2 separate regions of the Manis pentadactyla genome follow, and region 1 is linked to region 2. Evidence: chromatin contacts called from public Hi-C data. All regions are on one chromosome and are shown on one strand. The core of a region is the stretch at or near the end of the contact, and the rest is flanking DNA. Distances in the headings are between cores, read along the strand shown.

Region 1 (4,987 bases), core at 1,338-3,837, 700 kb after region 2:
ACATTCTGTCCCTCCCCCTCAGCCACATTTAATCCTCCTCAATATCCCCACATTCTCCCTCTGGCCTCTCCTAGCCCCCTTCCCACCAAGGTTTAAGCCCCTCCAGATGCCAAAACTTTGGAAATCCTTTCCTCCGAAAGCTTTACTCAGTCAGCCAGTGTCTGCAGAGTCCTTGGCAAAGAGGTTGTTGGGAGTTATGACTAAAGATGAGGACACAGGGTGGAAAGATCTTTCCCATAACAATCCTAATTAGCGCACAGGATGTGGGGGCTTTCCAGGGAGGCTGAGATGCCCTGCTCCAACAGCTGTTCTCTGGCCCTCTGGGATTCCCCCAGCCATCCTCTCGAGTCCCTCCCCACAACACCTGCCTCTCCAGGCTTTTGGTCACACTCTTGGCAAAGCCCAGCCTGAATTCCAGAAATAAGCTCCCATGCCCGTGGACACTGCTGCAGAGTCAGATGTGTCCTAGGTCTTCAATCACGCCTGAACACCCCAGGCCAAGGAAAGAGACGCACCTCTGCTCTACCCCTCCCACCAACCACGGGCCACCCAGACCTCCCTGCAGGCTCTCCTCCTTACTGGGACCTGGAAAGACTGGCCAGCTGGGAAGTGGGATTGGGGTGGCCACAGGGGCAGCTTGGTTCTCACAAAAAGATAGGGGTTTAGTGCTCTGGGAGGGCACAGTGCCCCTCACGGGGGACAGTTTTGGGAGGAAGCGTGGCGACAGTATCTCCTTCGGAATCTTCCTCCTCCGCGGACAAGGGGCGCGGCGCCCCTGCCGGCATCCCGAGCCTGGCCCTCCCCGCCGCTCTCCATCTGCTCTGGCCTGTTGCTTCGGCGCTTGGAGCGCCCCAGCCGCGGCACGGCCAGTGCCACAGCTTCCAGGGTGCTTCGGGCCCTGGAATCCCGCAACTCCAGTCTCTCCTCGCGGGCGGGCCCGGCCCTTCCCACACCAGACTACAGACAGAGCCTCCAGGGAATCCCTTCTTCCTCCCGCCAGTCCCCACCCCCGGGGCCCAGCGGTGGGAAGGCATCCCCCACAGGGCGCCGAGGCAGCGGTGGGTGATGAGGGGGACCTGTGGCAGGCCCAGGGGTGCCTGAAGCAGAGCAGGGTCGGCCAATGTATGAGGGATGAGCCTAGGAGTATGCACTGTCTGTGGACTGGGGAGGCCCCCGAATTCCACATGGTAGGACTTGGGGCCACCACGAGCTTAAAAGGGGCCCAAGGTGGGAGGGTTCCCTAGGGCTGGGCTGAAGCTCGGTGAGCATAATCAGAACACTGACACCACTTGCACGCACGTTCACTGCAGGATCGTGGGGTGTAAAGCGCCCCTTCCACGACCACCTCTTGGTGACACCGCTGCGCGGAGGCGCCGACTGGGTGGCCCTGGGCTCTCGAAGTGGGAGATCTCGGGCAGGGAGGGGAGGTGGGCGCGGGCGGGTCAGGGGCGGCCGGCTCACCCGTGTCCTGGCGGAACTGGTTCATGGACTGCAGGTCGATGATGTAGGGCGCGAGCCGGCTGTCCACCTGGCCCAGCACCACGCTGCCCCCGGCGCGCGGGCCGGCGCGGACCACCGCCTCGATGTGGTGGCTCACGGCCGGGCTGTAGGGACGCCAGCGGCCGTGCTCGTTCAGCCATTCCCAGACCACCACGGCCGAGGCCAGGAGCATGATGAGCCCGGGGCTGCGGCGGCGCTGCGCTGCCTGCCTCCCGGGCCCGGCGCGCCCGTCCTCCTCCGCTTCCTCCTGCGCCGCCGCCTCCGGGCCTCGACCGCGCTCCCCGCCCCGCGCCCTGCCGCCCCGGGCAGCCTCAGCTCGGGCCCATGGGCCGCTCCCCAGCCGCGCATCCACCGGGGCCCGGAGACCGGGGCCGCCTGGCTCCGACCGCGCGCCGCCTCCGGGCTCAGCCGCTGCTGCCGCTGCGCCGGGGGGTCGAGCCGCTTCATGCAAATGCCCGGCTCTCTGCAAACAGGCCCCCGCCTTGCAAAGCCACCCGGCGGGGAGGGGAGCCCCGGCGGCCGCGAGCTGGGGCTGACGGCGAGGCGAGGACCAGACCCGCACACCAGTTGCGCCTCGGGCTCTGCAGACGCCGGGGTGGGATCTGGCCGCGCGCTCGCGCCCGGAATGGCACGCCAGGCTCTCCTCCCCTCTCCCCTCCCGCCCCACCTCCGCCGCCCGGGCGAGAGCTCGCCCTCCCTGTGTCTCTGCTCAGTCGCCTCCAGAAGGAAGCGGCCCTCCCGAGCGGGGCGCCGAAACAAACCCGCGTCTGCCGGGGTTCCCCCAGTCCTTAGACGCCGAAAAGCGACCCGCCATCACACGGCCCTGGGACCGCAGCTGTTACCGGCCGCAACTCTGCAGCCTCCCTCCCAGGAATGGTATTTTCTTATTTGTTTTAAGGCAGCGTGGTCAATGTCCGCAGTGCCAGCTCCGAGACCTGCAGCGTCTCCGGCTTGTGCACGCACCCCCACACTCACATTCGCACACACTAGTCCGCACCCCGACTCCCCCCTCGCTCCGGCTCTATTACCTCATCGTCGCCCGCATCCTTAGCTGTCCATCAAGGATGCAGAGCCACGCCCCCTGGCTGCTCGGGCCGGTGCTCTTGGAGCCCACACGCCCCCTGCTGGCCCAAGGGGACGCGTGCCGCCAGAGGCCGCGTTCCGGTTATTGCTCAACTCCAGCCTCTGCTATGGAGAGCCAGCCAGTCCAAAGGGATGCAACAATCTGGTGAATGAGGGATTTATATCGTCTATGGAGAGAGCAAATGCGTTTCTTCTGGCCTGCTTCAACGTTACTGTAGTCCAGAAAACACATGCTAACTTGATTTATTCTGCAGGGTTTCCACAACCAAAATAATGAGACTCAAGACAGACACAAGCTAGACTTAGTCATTTTCGTCATCAATAGTTAATGTGGAAAACAATCTAAAAGGGCAGATTGACGTCGGGATTATAAGTTAGTCTTGCCAGAGAACACAAACTTTATTTTGCTGAGGTTGCAACCACAAAAGACAATTCATGTGATGAAGATCCAGGAAAAATAAAAATAGATGATGATTTAGGGACAGGGATTGTGAATCTTTCTGAAATAATCATTTTCTTTCATAATATCGTATGATCCTTCTTGTCTTGGAAGATTTGCTTTCCCTCTCTCACTCTTCCTTGAATTACAACTTTCTTTCCTCCTCTCGTTATTTTTTCTAGATCTTTTTCATCCCTCCTCCTGGAGTTCTAAACAGAAAGCAAAAGAAAAAAAGTCATACATGCTCTTCTTTGGGCCTCTAAAAGCACCAGGATAGAGGCTACTTCTGAGCTCCATTCTTGCTCACACACTGGCCCAGAAATCTTTGCAGCATGAACTCCAGAAGGTCCAGTCAGCCTCTTCCTTAAGGCCAGTCTCCCAATCCAACTCATTCAAACCATTCATTAGAACATTAGATTTCAGGGATTGGTAGACAAAAGGGAAAGAATACCTCAATTAATCCTACCAAGAGTCATTATTAATTAACTTACTATAATTATGAATTTTATAATTTTATTCTAATAATTATGAATTAATTAATCCTTTCAAGAGCCATTATTATTCCCCTTTTCCAAATGACAAAATTTAGGGAATTTAAGCAATTTTCCCCAGGGTAGAAATTTAGCCAGAAGGGAAATTGGTAGTCAAAATTTAGTTAGGCTCGAAAAAATAAAATGCCTGTTTCATAACATATGTTATATGACAAGGAGGTGATGCAATATGAGGAAAAGTATGTGGAAATGTAAAATTGTCTCCTTGGGAAGGGAGGGAAGGGAGAAAATGCAAAACAGAGTGTTTAGAAGAACAAAACTAGAATTGAAAAAATAAATTGAAAGTTTTACTGAGTTATTTTCATTTTTATTTCCAATCATGAGACCAAGGGTATGAAGATTCTGGAAACTTCCTTATGATCTAAGTAAGGACAGATCCAGATGCTATTAGTGATGCTATAAGGGTATACTGGAAGTACCAGGCAGAAAACAACACCTGACCAGCCAAACCAGAAATTCCCAGGTGAAAAAGCCTAAAACAGATAAGAGGGCTATTAACACATTAGACAGGCTGTTTGAAAGATAAATGGGAAGCAGGAAGGCACTGGCTTCTAGCTATGTCCAGCCTGATTTTATATCCGTTCTTCCTGTGTCTTCCTTGTTAAACATGGCAGAATATTATAGCAGACAAAAATGCCTAATGACACACAAAGGGGTTTGTAGATAGCCTGATTCATTTGCAGAAGGAGGTGAATATACAGATGACTTGACATTAGTGATCAGTGACAGTTGCAAGATGTGTGTTTTTGATAAGCTATGATAATTTATAATTCACAACAAACCATTTGAAAATTATAACTTATAATTATGTGTGGATAATAATAGTAATAGTTTGATTACACATCTTAGATCTTCTAAAACAGTCTTAATTTCAAAGAATCTGTACCAAAAGCCCCTGAAAACTTCAGACATTCCATTTGAGTATCCAGACTGTATCTCCCCAGTTGCCTCCTGTTTCCACCTATAAGTGGCATAATAATCTTTAATCAAATGATGTGCCCAATTTGTAAATGGGAACGTGGCAGCTATAATAAAATCCCACTTATTAAGACTGATTAGAAGGAAGCAAGTCTGAATTGTTCAAAGGTATAATTTGATGATACTTTAAGAAAAAAAATGCCATCATTGCTTAACACCAAGTTTCAGTGAAAAGCCATTCTCTTCTTTTTCTGTGGAATGTTCACCAAAAGTCATTTTTAAAAATTACCTATGTTCTGTAACAAACCAACCCAAAATTAGTGGCTGAAAACATTTATTTTGCATGAGAATCTGCAATTTGGGGAGGGCTTGATGAGGACAACTAGTCTCTTCCATGTAGCTCCAGGCAGCTTCAAGGATGGCTGGGGACTGGAATCATTGTAGGCCTGCTCATTCATGTCTAATGATTGACGCTGTCACCTGGGAGCTCAGCTGG
Region 2 (5,086 bases), core at 145-2,644:
CCATATAATTTTCCACAGTGGCTGCACCAATTTACATACCAACCAACAGTGTATGAGGTCCCCCTTTTCTCTACACTTGTTATCCGTGTCTTTTTAGTGACAACCATCCTAACAGGTATGAAGTGATAACTCATTGTGGTTTTGATTTACATTTTCTTGTTCATGTAGAACAGTTATTAATATGATGAATGATAAACACAATCAGATAGTCACAGTTGATTGCAAACATGCATGGGGAATCAAATTCCATAAAATGATAAAATACCAGCAACTTCAATTTTACTACTGAGTCTTCCCTAGGGCACTTTCTGCCTTTTTACACCCTTCTGTATCTCCTCATTTTGATCTTATGTCAGTGCCAGCCTGCCTTTCTTAATGTAAAATATGCATGGGCTTACTTCATGTCTTAGAAATGATAATCTAGTCTGGCCTGATGACATTAAAGTTGTCCCTTGCCTATCCTTAAATGTTATACTTAAATATCTAACTGTCTGCAGCTTTCCTTGCTTAGGAAATACTGGTTTCTACTTGTTTTGACCACCATGGCTCACCCAATTTCAGTCATTGCTGACATTGCTCCCCTTCCCCCCATGGAGGTATGTTCATATCCCAAATGGTGCTCATTGGGTTAGTTCACATTTTGATCTTTTGATGCATTTTATGAGGTGATTTATATAAAACCTTATTTTATAATGAGAAAAAAATTTCTAGTTTAAGCAAGCATGTAGGTATGTATAACATATGTATTACATATAAAAATTATAAGTACATACATTTCTATGTTATGTGCTATATATATATTTTTTAGTTTTACTACTTAAAAGAATGGATCATTTTTATTTTGGGTTGGACTTCCTCCCTCACAATGGAATATGTCAAATATTATAGCCTGCTGTATTTGGCTCCTTTTGTGGAATCTCATATTAATTATAAATGTATGAAATATAAAGAATTCCTAACTTTATTGTTAACCTGAGTTTATATTTTCATCAAAAAGTCTAAAAATCTGTAAGAAACCCAAGTCCAAAGCAACCTTGAGACTCATCTGATTCAACCCTCCCATTTCTCAGTTGAGAAAATGAAGATCTAAAGAGGCGAAGTGACTTCTACACAGGCCCCAGGGAGTTAGGGATGGTGCAGCGGACAAAATTTAGATTACTGACTCCTAGTGACTCTCTACTTTATTAGACTGATTCTCTTCCCGTCAACAAGATACATGGCATACAGATTTCAAATAGTACCAAGAGATTAATCATAGGCTGACTTCCTCCAAGAAGGCTTTGCCTAATGGTGGCTGGATCTAGAACGTTAGCTTCGTATCAGCTGTTTGTAAAAGAACAACCAAAATCTAACTATCACAAGATTGCCTCCTTCCTGTATGCAGGAAGTGGTCTATGGCTATAGGAAGGAACAACACAATTGTGACAAAATTCATCCTCCTGGGATTTTCAGATCATCCACAAATGAAGATTTTCCTTTTTGTGTCATTTCTGGGGATTTACCTCCTGACCCTAGCCTGGAACCTGAGCCTCATCACCCTCATCAGGATGGACTCCCACCTCCACACACCCATGTACTTCTTCCTCAGTAACCTGTCCTTCCTAGACATCTGCTATGTGACCTCCACAGCCCCCAAAATGCTCTCGGACATCCTCACAGAGCAGAGAACCATCTCCTTTGTTGGCTGTGCCACGCAGTACTTTGTGTTCTGTGGAATGGGGCTGACTGAATGCTTTCTTTTGGCAGCCATGGCGTATGACCGGTACATAGCCATCTGCAACCCCTTGCTCTACACAGCCCTCATATCCCATGCGCTTTGTGTGAAGATGGTGGCTGGGGCCTATGTGGGGGGATTCCTCAGTTCTTTGATTGAAACATACTCTGTCTATCAGCATGACTTCTGTGGGCCCAACACCATCAACCACTTCTTCTGTGACCTTCCTCCGGTTCTGGTTCTGTCGTGCTCTGATACCTTCACCAGCCAGGTGGTGAACTTCACGGTGGGCGTTGCTGTTGGGGTGGTCTCTGTTTTTGTGATCCTCATGTCTTACGGTTACATTGTGGCTGCTGTCCTGAAGGGCTCAGCTAAAAGCAGGACCAAGGCCTTCAGCACCTGTACCTCTCACCTGACTGCTGTGACCCTCTTCTACGGTTCCGGTTTCTTCATGTACATGCGACCGAGTTCCATCTACTCCCTAAACCAGGACAAGGTGGTGTCCATATTCTATGCTTTTGTGATCCCTATGGTAAATCCCATCATCTATAGTTTTAGGAATAAGGAGATTAAAAATGCCCTGAGAAAAGTTGTGGAAAGGGATCATGCGCTTTTCTCACAGGCATTCTGATTTTCTGACCCTGAGCTAATTGTTTACAAGCTAGGTTTTCACCGTGAAGCTGTGAGCTGGGCCAATTGTGCGGACTTTTATGTAGTTTTGGACTCGGTGATCTACATAATGATTTCTGTTGGCCAGGATGTTTTTTTCCCCTTTTCCAATATTCCCCTAAAGGGTTTACCTTTTGTTATTGGAAAACAGTTGGGCCATTACTGGTTGCTAGAATGAATAGCAGTGTGTAGATTGAGATGATAAATGCTCAGTTTAGCAGAAAACTTCACCATGGCGAAGACTGAACAACCTGGAATATCAAAATAGTTTGTGGCTGTAGGAGGAAAACAGTGAAGAAATGGTAGTCCAGCATTCCAGGGGTGGTGATCCTTAAGGTAGGATAGGAATATATAGCATAATAGCCTGAGGAGGAGGACACTCTTTCTAAAAGCACTTGTCTTCTCCTCTTGTGAGGTTCTAACAAGCTTCCTTTAGGGCGTGTCAGCACCACAAGGCAGACACCCTCTGCTGTTGGGAAACTATGACTGTGGCGAGTCACCGTGACTAACAGGGGCATGGAGCTGACTCTTTAGATGCGTTTGGTAGGAAAGAGACTGAAAACTGATTAGGGAACAAATGGGACAACCTCATGCCTGAATCAGTCAGTTCCATGAAAAGTGGTCACTAAAATGATTAAAACAAACTCCAGGAATTGTCATTTATGTCCAAAGTAACAACTTTCTAAGCAATAATCAAAGTTTCTTACAAATCTATAGAAGAGGAGCACACCTCCATTTGGGGTGAAAGCTTCTGGGGTGAAAACCAAATTTGTGATACATTCTAGAGGAGAATTTAGCCCAGGAATTGAAGAGAGTGATTTTCCACATTTTCTCAGAAACTATGTGTCCTAGAACTTGCAGTGAAGGACTGGAATAAAGTTAGTCAGCTGTGGTCCTTCTCGGATAGGTGGTAAATGAGTAAATAATTATTTGCCTGTGTGTCCAAGCAAGTTACTTGGGGGTCTATGTGCCTTAGTTCCTCATCTGTAAAATAGGGGCAATAATAGTAATGACGCGTAAGCTTATTATAAAGAATTAAGTGAGTTAATATATGTAAACACTTAGAATAGTGCATCATGTCATAATAGCAAATGTTCAAGAGGTGGTGGTATTATTATTATATTTTAATATGTTATTTTTATTTGTATATATTTATATAAATTATATATTATAATGTAGGATATATGTTACTAAATATAATACACATTTTATATTTTAGTGTTTTATTACTGTTATTATTAATTATTATTATATTCATATTATTATTCTATAATGATTTATCACCATCTGAGCCAAAGGAATAGAAGACATTTTCTTATTTTGGCAGAAAATGTGATCTTTGTAATGGTTCTGATGCTCTGGAAAGTGGGTCTGTAGAGACTATAGCCAAGACTGGTTAAGAGTGTTTGTTCAGTATTCTTAAGTCACCAGACCTGTGATTATTGATTAATCTCGTCTGCCATTTTGTGCATATGTGACCGTGTACAAGTTGCTTATAAGTCTGTTCTTCTCATCTGTAGAAGGAGGATAGTAACTGCATCTACCTCATAGAATTGATACAACAATTAAGTGAGACTACGCATGAAAAGGACCTACCCCAGTGCCTGGTATATGGTAATATCAGTAAATGTCAGCCTATATTATTATCCAGTTAGGCATTATTATTAGTCAGTTTTGTATAAATCAAGAGAAATCCAGGTTGCTGTGCTAAAAAGATACGAATTAAATAGCTTTGGGATGTTGACTCAAATTGGGACCTAATGCCCTCAGTCCAGAGGCACACCCACACCTCTCCCCTCTGCTGCTGCTTTTGCATAAAGGAAACAGTCCTTAGGGAAAACGAAAGAACTCAAGTTTATAGAAGTGGCCACACCTGGAAATGCTGCCATGTGCCAACTGTCAGCTACCCGGCCGCCTCCCTTTCCGCTTATAGCCATTTTCATCTCCACCTTCCTTTATGTATACCCTGGTTCATGGGGCTCCTATCCCTCAATTTACCCTTAATAGCTAGTCTTAAATTCTCCTAATGCCAAAAGTCTTTGGAACAAAACAAAACAAATAACTAAATAATATGTCTCATGCTTTGGAATTATGTGGAGCTGTCACTGGTCTGTTCTCATACATAGACTATAAACTGGTTCTGAATATAAGGTCTTTATAAAAATCTCTCTTATTTGACCACATACATGTTTGCCAATAGTGGAAATTTTGTCTTTGCATTGAGAAGATATAAGGTACTTTTGAAGTTTGCACAAATACCAAGGAAAAAGTAATGCTCATTCATTAATAATCATTACATCTACTGCAGAAGGTAGGATTGGTCACCAGCCTCCAATAAAAAAAATGATCCGGGGTTTATGGTAAGCCACAAGTTTAATAAAAGGCATTCCCAAATAAGTGCATTTATTATGGGGCATATGAACAGACATACATTAAATAATATTTTTGGCACTAAAAGTATCAGGCATTTTATAGCTGTTTGAATCAGGACGAGGTACAGCTTTCTCCAGGAAGGGCTAGCTAGCTGGGGATGAAGTCACTAGTAAAATTACCACACTCCAGGATGTGTCATTCATCTTTGCAACCTCCAGAAACCTCTTCCAGATGGATGGGTTGAAGTTAACCAAGCTTGGAACAGCTAGCTGCATAAGCCAGAATGCTATTTTTAGTTTTCGGTGGAGAGCAAAACTGCCAAGCTTGTAC

Evidence for each region. A called contact is a pair of places that touch in the nucleus more often than the background predicts.
Region 1: a contact with region 2 is called in a Hi-C map of fibroblasts, with 3 times the contacts expected there. The contact joins the promoter of DTX4 here to the promoter of LOC118909719 in region 2. A contact is called at or near these places in 2 of 3 Hi-C or Micro-C datasets (fibroblasts and skin fibroblasts).

The regions. Positions count from the first base shown.
Region 1 is chr9:17,924,152-17,929,138 of mManPen7.hap1, forward strand. It overlaps DTX4 (deltex E3 ubiquitin ligase 4), which reads right to left and starts at 2,588. Exons shown (of 9, transcript XM_057507050.1): 1 at 2,529-2,588.
Region 2 is chr9:17,221,092-17,226,177 of mManPen7.hap1, forward strand. LOC118909719 (olfactory receptor 5A2) reads left to right here and starts at 1,395. Exons shown (of 1, transcript XM_036880464.2): 1 at 1,395-2,345. The coding sequence starts at 1,395. The coding sequence ends at 2,345.